Linked DNA regions of Mus musculus: region 2 is linked to region 1. Evidence: chromatin contacts called from public promoter capture Hi-C data. All regions are on one chromosome and are shown on one strand. The core of a region is the stretch at or near the end of the contact, and the rest is flanking DNA. Distances in the headings are between cores, read along the strand shown. Region 1 holds the start of Rep15 (RAB15 effector protein). Region 2 holds the start of Amn1 (antagonist of mitotic exit network 1).

Evidence for each region. Promoter capture Hi-C pulls out the DNA fragments that hold promoters and counts their contacts.
Region 2: a promoter capture Hi-C map of hippocampal neurons shows a contact between it and region 1, with 5 times the contacts expected there. The contact joins the promoter of Amn1 here to the promoter of Rep15 in region 1. A contact is called at or near these places in 1 of 39 promoter capture datasets (hippocampal neurons) and 1 of 115 datasets of contacts at active chromatin or transcription factors (astrocytes).

Annotation. Positions count from the first base shown.
Region 1 is chr6:147,030,088-147,034,498 of GRCm38.p6, forward strand. It overlaps Rep15 (RAB15 effector protein), which reads left to right and starts at 2,450. Exons shown (of 1, transcript NM_025620.2): 1 at 2,450-3,431. The coding sequence starts at 2,578. The coding sequence ends at 3,270. Ppfibp1 (PTPRF interacting protein, binding protein 1 (liprin beta 1)) reads left to right here. Exons shown (of 31, transcript NM_001355728.1): 30 at 1-61; 31 at 227-1,938. The coding sequence ends at 313.
Region 2 is chr6:149,186,139-149,190,582 of GRCm38.p6, forward strand. It overlaps Amn1 (antagonist of mitotic exit network 1), which reads right to left and starts at 2,574. Exons shown (of 7, transcript NM_001113424.1): 1 at 2,468-2,574. The coding sequence starts at 2,505.

The sequences.
Region 1 (4,411 bases), core at 1,200-3,699:
AGATTCAGAAGGGACGGTGAGACAGATAGGTGCATTTTCTGAAGGCATCAACAATCTCACGGTGAGTGTGTACAGTGAGTGTGTGCAGCAAGTGTGTACTGTGAGTGTTTGCAGTGAGTTGCAAATGTTATTCTAACAGCACCCAAAGCCACAAACACCTCCTTGCATGTTGGAGGCATGTGCTAAGCTCGGGACTCTGTGTAACTCCATGTCCCTTGTTTTTCAGCACATGTTAAAGGAAGATGACATGTTTAAGGATTTTGCTGCCCGCTCCCCGAGTGCCAGCATCACAGATGAAGACTCCAACGTTTGAGCAGAGCACCTGGGCAAATGCCAGGAGCACAGATGTCATTTTCTAACTTGGTTTCTCGGATAGTGAATACAGCAGGTGACAGGTTGTGCATTGTTTATTGTTTGGTCTTCTGCTCACTCAGAAGGAGAACTGTCACACGGAAATGGTGCCAGTTCTGAGGATACTGAGAAAAAAGACACTGGTGAACGGAAGTGCGCTTGCTCTGCCTCTATTTAATGTAAAGTCTGTGACATATGTTGCATTTACGATTGGGTGTTTACCAGAGTGCTTCGCTCACATCCCCAGGAGGGAGGATCTGGCCACATCAGTGTTCACTGCAGCCGTCTGAGCGGAAAGAGCTGCTCCCCAGATCCAAGGCCACCATGCCAGCAGCACCTCCACTTGCCTCTCACTGTCTTATTTTTATATATTTTTCTAAATACGTGTATATATACAGTATACAGAAAGCAGAACCTTTATTTTGTGACACAAGGATCAAAAGATCATATTAAAACGAAGAAACCCCAATATTTCAATGATCATATACCAGCTGATTCCTGAAGATACCAGAGTCCCATTTTTTTTCCACTGCTGAATTTTAACAGTGTTACCATTCAGGCTAAATTCTACTTGATAAACTTCTTTGGCTCCCACAAAAATTGCTGAGCAGTTTGGAGCTTGGACTTTAATCTTGACTCCATTTGCTTTATAATGAAGAATTTTAGGGTATTACCACATCAACTTGAAGCCTTTGGATGCACTCATATACCCATCAGAAAAGTTTTTGTTAGAATAACTTTGGAAAAACAAAAAAAACAAACAGAACCTTTACATCTTAAGTTTCTTTTTTTTTCCCTTTGCTAAACTCATCATTATGTTGAACTAAGGAGTCCTGCCTAGCCATGTCGATTGTACCTTACACTCAGACTGTCAGCTGATGGGGCTTCGTATTATTTCAATCAGAACCCAAATATTTTAAAGCTGTAGAACATTTTCTAATGGCTATCCTGTCCAACAGCAGGTTGCTCATGTTTTCTGTCACACAGGGCCCAAAGGCTTTTTGTAAAGAAAATAGAAAGCTACAAAGCAGCTGTTGAGTGGTATGTGTCTATGAGTGTTTTCAGCAGGGTTGGAGACAATCTACTTTTCATTCAGGGCTACTCTAAATGAGATCCCCTGTGTTCTGGACAGGAGCTTAGACACTGGGGGACAGGTGGACAGGTCACTTTACAGTGATAGATCTGGTGATAGCTATTTCCAAATGTCAGCAGTATGCCGTTTTTATGCTCTGCAGGTTATAAAGCTGTTCATTGTGAACCTTGTAACACTGCTGGTTATTTCTAATTAAATTATCAGATGCTAACATGCTCCCATTCATGATTTCATGACAATATTGGCTTCTTCCTGTATTGGGGTTTTAGTTTAACATGAATAAATACCACCATTTGAAAGCTCAGTTTGTTATTAGAACCTGGTTAAAATACCAGCAGACTGTTACAGATGCCAAATATTCTTTATCAAGGACAATGTAACAACTGATGATATGTGATAAAGTTAAAAACTTTTGATTATATATTTTATTTACAAAAGTATTATGCAAAGTTTGCATTACCTTATGAGAGGAAATAAAGTCAATTGATAATTGCCTTGTGTATTTGTCATTGTTTCTTTGTTCAGAAAAACAAAGTCTTCATTTCTGGTGGAAACAGTAACTGATTTTTGTTTGTAAACTTGCACGTTTGATTGAGTTTTTTTGAATCAGACAAATTGAGATCTCTGCTTAAGAAGTACATATAAAAGGAAATGCCAGCAACCTGCCTGGGGAAGGAAGGGTCAGAACAGATGCGTCAAAAAAGGGAAACAGAAGAGACACAAGCTTAGAGACATTGGTTGGAGAATGTAGGAGTCTAACCCATACATTCACGTGCTGGTTTTATTTTGACTAGTTTTTAGAAACAGGAGCCACATCCAGGAAGAGATCAAATGTAGCCTGTACATAACCTGGAGTAGAGCAGGTGTTTTGTGTGAAATTGTCATTTGTCACTTGGCAAGCATCAGGAATCTGTGAGCACAACACACCCAGTTGACAAACGGGGCCCTCCCTCACATGTTTGTCTAGCCTCGGGTCTATATGGCTAGCCACATCAAGGAAGCTGTGGCATTAGGAAGCTGGTGGTGGCTTTAACAGATGTGGCTTTGCTGAAGAAAATCTATGAGAAAGAGGCAGTTCCCGGTGACATTCACATGCTGAATAGCTAGAAGCAGCATTTACTGGGTGTGAGAAAATGGGACAAAAGGCTTCACAGCAGGTAGCTCCGAAGGACAGCCAGGAGGTTCTTGCCATGTGTGAGGTGGTCAGTGCGGCTATTTCCCATGCAGCGCAGAAGCTGAAGGAGTACCTCGGGTTTGAGTATCCGCTGAGCAGACTCTGCCTTGCAGCGAGTTCACTGACTGAGGTCTTCCTCGTCCACTTCGTTACCTTCTGCCAGGAAAGGGGAGCGGATGAGTGGCTCACCACCACCAAGATGACCAAGCACCAGGCCTGGCTGTTTGGAGCAGACTGGATTTGGACCTTCTGGGGACCTGATAAGCAAATACGGCTTCAGGTGGCAGTGCAGACTCTGAGGATGGCTTCGCTCCCTCTGACGGACCCAAAATCCTGTGAGTCAAGGGGAGAGGAGTCTTGGAAAAAAGGCAGATTTGACAAGCTGCAAGAGTTCTGTAACTTGGTAGGAGAGGACTGTCTGGGTCTGTTTATCATCTTCGGTGTGCCTGGAGAACCTAAGGCTATCAGAGGCGTTGTCCTGGAGAGTGTCAGAAACGGGATGATGGAGAGCCAGCTGCCAGGACGAAAGGCTGTGGAGCAGTTTGTGCTGGAAACAAAGGACTGTATCTCCATCAAAGAGCTGCTAGGGAACTGTCTGAGTAAAAGAGATGGGCTGAGTGACATGGGCAGAGTTTACATCCGCATCCTCTAAACTGGGCATGTTGCTGTGACTGGCCTGTGAGACAGAACAGGAGGACAATCCCCAACACAGGGCTATCCACCCCCTACATTGACTGAAAGTGATCCCTGGGTTAAAACTTGCTAGTGTCCCAGTTACGGAAAAGAAAAGAAAAAAAAAATAGCTGTTGCTGTGTCTTGGGAAATTTTACTTTGGGTTTTGTTTATTCAAAACTAAAAATTGGAAGAGAAAATGATAAATTATACATAAAGTTTGATTTGGAAAAAAAAGTTGTCTTTGAACTCATCTCATAGTCACAAGCTTAAAATGTTACTGCTGTTGTAAGGAGAGCAACTGTTCATGAGGTGTGGTGGGGATGTCAGTTTTGGTTCAGGACTCCTAAAGAAAACTTCCCACTGCTGACCTTCTGAGCCCTCCCTCCACAATTGCTTCTTCCCAGCAACTCCACAAATAAAGGACTTTCAAAGTATTTAACATAGGGTTCAACTGGGTGTTAGCTATACCATGAGTTACTGAGTCACCGGTGAAATATGTGTATTCGCAGTAAGGAATGTATTTTCAAACACAATGGTCATATTTTCTAAAATGTCTTCTTGGGACTTAACAATATAAAGAGCAATTGCCACTATTTACTGACCTCGTGTTGGGCCCAGTGCTTTAAATATATTATTATAATTTGCACATGAGGCTCTATTAAGAAGTATGTATTTGGGGCTGGAGAGATGGCTCAGCAGGTAAGAGCACCCGACTGCTCTTCCGAAGGTCCTGAGTTCAAATCCCAGCAACCACATGGTGGCTCACAACCATCCGTAACGAGATCTGACTCCCTCTTCTGGTGTGTCTGAAGACAGCTACAGTGTACTTACATATATAATAAATAAATAAATCTTAAAAAAAAAAGAAGTATGTATTTGTTGCTATTTGTCTATGATGTGTGTCATTCCCAAGTCATGAGCTGTTAACAAAAAGCCAAGTCTCCACTTATGGCTCCAACTCTTCCAACAATACATAAGTGAGTTGACTCTTGAGCACAAAGATGTTCACCTGTGAGGAAGCTGGCTGTTGTTTGTCTCTGCCTCACTCCTGCTCTCACTCTGTGCTGCCCTTCCTAGCCTGTTCCCTAGTGTGGAACCCTTGCTGAAACGTGGACCAT
Region 2 (4,444 bases), core at 1,324-3,823, 2.2 Mb after region 1:
GTCATACAAACTTCATAATCCTCCTTACAGCTTTCACTGTCAGCTCTAGAATTTACTACCCAGCCCTGTCCTGCCATTCCTTCACATATTATTGCTCTTTGTCAGAAATGTTAAGGCTTTCTAGTTTGGCCGTTTCTCTGAAAAATACAAAAACAAAAACAAAAACAAAAAAAAACAACACTTTTTTAAAAGTTCCAAAGTATAAGCAGAAATTAATGAAAACTTGGTTTTTGTTTTGTTTTTCTTGCTAATCTTGTGTTTGTTTGGTTCCTAGACACAAAGATGCCACTTAACCAAAGTGGTGGCTAGGAATGTAGTTTAGTAGTTCTAGTATCTGTAAGGCCCTGGACTTGATACTTAGCACCACAAAACCTAACAAGCCAGGTAGGTGTCTTAGTCAGGGTTTCTACTGCTGCAATGAAACATCACGACCAAGAAGCACAGTGGGGAGGAAAGGGTTTATTCTGCTTACACTTCGACATTGCTGTTCATCACCAAAGAAAGTCAAGACTAGAACTCACATAGGAACCTGGATGCAAGAGCTGATGCAGAGGCTATAGAGGAGTGCCACTTTACTTGACTGCTTCCCCTGGCTTGCTTAGCTTGCCTTCATATAGACCCCAAGACCACCAGCCTAGAGAGATGGCACCACTCAATGGGCTGGGCCCTCTCCCTTGATTACTAATTGAGAAAATGCCTTATAGCTGGATCTCATAGAGGCAATTCCTCAACTGAGGAACTTTATTTGTGGTAACTCCAGCTTGTGTTAAGTTGACACACAAAACCAGCCAATATACCAGAATAGGTAGAGTCTTCTTTAGCCTCTTTTAAAGCAATGTAACCAACATGTTTTAGGGCTTCAAATTCTGGCCATCTGAGAAACTCATACCTGTGTCAAGCAACCACAAATTCTGTTTACAAACACACACACATTCTTTCTTCCCTTGTGCTTGCATACACATCCCCACACAAACATATAATAAAGGTATTGAAGGGTATTGAGAAGGGAGGTGTCAGTTTCCTAAAACAGCATTCCGGTAATAGTTACTTCTCAGTACCTACTGTCCTTTTCATTCAACAATCTCTTGTGAAAACCTTAAAAGCATTTCAGTATTCTCACCCTTTGTAATGGCTATAAGCTTCACATTGGACATCTCATTTAGTTATTTCCCTTTAGAAAAGCATCCATATTGTTCTGTGGTATGGTAACAATATTGTCAAATTGCTTTCTGGTAAGTCAGCTTTAAGTTCTATCTACACAAACAATTGTGGCATACTTGCAATCCCAGAACTCTATGGGTACAAGCAAGAAGGATCTTGAAGTTCAGGGACATCCTTTGCCACACAATGAATTTCTAGCCTGTTATGCTACATGAGACCCTGTCCTCAAAAAGCCAAAGCCAAAGCTGGTGCTGATAACTCAAGTCTATAATCTCAGCATTTGGAAGGCTGGGGCAGAAGACTCAAGAGTTCAAGGTTAGCCTGACATTGTGGGTCTGAGGCCAGCCTGTGCTACATAAGATTCTGTCTCAAAACAAAAGGGTTGGGGATATAACTGAGTTGGCATTATGCTTGCCTCGGGCTCAGGAGGCTGAGGTAAACTGGGAATAATATAGTGTGTGTCTGTAATCTCAACATTCAGGAAATGAATGAAGAAGGATCAGAAGTTTAAAGTTATCCTTGGCTACACACACAATGTGTTCTAGGCCAGCATAGGCTACATGAGACTGTCTCAAGGAAAAATAAATAGCAACAAAACAATACAGAAGAAAAAGCTGGAACTTAGGCAAGAAATAACATTTGTTTATGTACTGTTAAGTCAACAACGGAACCAATGTAGTCTTTGTAGTTTCCAATTGTTAAACCATTCCTGCTTTTCTGTTAATAGTTTTTCTTTCTAAAAATAGAAATAACAAGTAATACTAAAGCCTGCCTCTAACTCACTATATGGCTGAAGAGCCTTGAACTTCAACTTGAATTCTCAAGAAGTGTTTGGATTAAGGGCTTTACATATGTTAAGCTGATTCTTACAAAGACTCCTTGAGACAGGTACTAATACGCGATTTGCTTGGGTATGCGTGTGTATTACAACATTACCCCGTTAGCTTCGAATTTGTGGCAATCCTGTTTCAGTTTCCGGATAGCTGGGATTATAGGCGTGAACTGCCACGCCCTACTGTTATCCGAATTTTAGAAAGCTCTCCTGTACAATCGGGAGAGATTGTTACTGTTCATGGTCCCAAAGCTAGCGAGTCACGCCGGTATTAGTGGAGGTTTGTTGGTCCAGCCTGGCTCCAGGTTTCTTTTGTTCTGCCTTCACCCTCAACGCCCACCTGAGACAGGCCATCGGGTGGAGCCGCCAGCCCCACGGTGCACCACAGTCCTCAGAGACCAGACACAAAGCCGGGACAAGGACTAGGAGCCAGCAGGACGTGAGGGAAGGGACTGGGAGCTGGGGCGGACTCACAGTTCCAGGAGCTGACTGACTACTCCGGACAAAGGCATCGCGGAAGCCCTCTTAAGCCTGGACGGCAGTTGCGGCCCTCCACAACCAACTTCCGGTCGCGCAGGACTGGTAAACCTAAATGACGTCACAGAGTTGGACCTGGGGCGTGGCCACATTAGGAGCGGAAGAGGAAGTTCAGCGCTCTCTCTGGGCAGAACTGAGGGCTGCTCAGAACTAACTGGCACAAAATGTAGAGGCATCCAAAGCGGGAGCAAAGCCCCCTGGGACTTGTAGTTCTTCCTGCCCGCTATTGCCAGTTACTGCTTCTCCTGCCCAAGAGTCGCCAGAAGTCGCTGTCCAGGCAAAGGCTAATGGCAGGTCACTGCTTTTGCTGGTGCGATGCCAGGTCCCATGAAGCAAACCAAGTCTCTAGTCAGATACAGACACCGACTTCAAACACGGGGTTTACAGGACTGCAGTAGTCATCTCCACAGAGTGCGCCTGAAGCAAGAGCTGAACCATGCAGTCCTGGGTCATTCCAGGAATGGGACATATTAAGGCCTGTTCCGTTTAACATGACTAGCTATTTTGATTTTAGTCTCCATATTGCTCATAAGGTGAAATTAAGTACAGGTTCTCAGATTGTGCTTCCTAGAAGTAATTATTCGTAGCTGACATAACGTTCTCCATAATACTCATGCTCTGTTAGCTCAATACTCTGGAAACCCCTAACTACCACCTTACCCATCTCACTTAGTACCAGTCAGCTTAGAGGGCAGCTCATAATACTGATAAGACTAAGCGACTCTGATCGAACCCTGAGATGGCTCCAGGAGAGGGTATTAGGCCTCAAGGGAGAATTTCTCGCTCCCGACCCCAGGACGATTTCGCAGAAATGACTGACAAAACACTTCTCAGAAAAATCATACAACGTCCTGGCTGAAGGCCACCTGGGCCCTCTGGGGAACGAAGTTACTCTCCCAGGATGATCTGATATTGGCCCAGCCAATCAGCCAAAAGGTCAGCCTAACAACTTATCACCAAGGGCTTAGGTGTTGTTACTGTAATAGGCTTAAAAATGTATAAAAGGTGCTTGTATGTAGGGTCGCCTCCGGTCTCTTGGTCTCTTGCCTGAGAGACCGCTGAAGGTCGATCCCAGCGGACCAGAAAAATAAACCTCTTGCTTTTGCATGGATCTGAGAGTCTCATTTCACTTCGGATGGGGGGGCGGGGGTGTGTGTCTCCCGGCAGGTAATGATACTCTGGGGCTTTACAATGTCTTCTGCACTTGGTTTTCCTATAACCAGTCTGCCCTAGGTAGCACAGTCTGGTTCCCAAGTCCTTTCTATGTCCCTAATCGATAAGCCTGAATTAAGTAGTCAATAAACTTTCATCATATCTGAGATTAGTGTCCAAGTGGTCAGCGTGTGGCTATTCATGGACCCCAACAGGTCATATTCATTATAATCCTTCTAAATTGAAATTCTTTGGCCTGTTTTTCAGATCAGAATGTTAAGGTCTGAGAATTTGGGAATAATTCACTATGAAAACCAAGTTCCAGGCAACACAATTTATTCATAAAACTAGTATATCAGGGAAACAGCTGGGTTCAGAATTCAAACTGTCAGTGGGACAGGGCAGGGCAGGGCAGGACAGGGAAGGACAAGACAGAGCAACCTTTTAAAACAAAACCAAGCCGGGCAGTGGTGGTGCATGCCTTTAATCCCAGCACTTGGAAGGCAGAGACAGGTGGATTTCTGAGTTTGAGGCCAGACTGATCTACAGAGTGAATTCCAAGATAGCCAAGGCTACACAGAAAAACCCTGTTTCCAAAACAAAACAAAACAAAACAAAAAACAAAAAAACAAAAAACCCAAAAACAATAGTAACAAAACCAAAACACAAATTAGGTGAAATAGGGACATGAATAGAGGCAACTAACTGAGTACACGTATACATTGTATCTTTCCAACTGGATTCATACCTGGCACCTTAAGA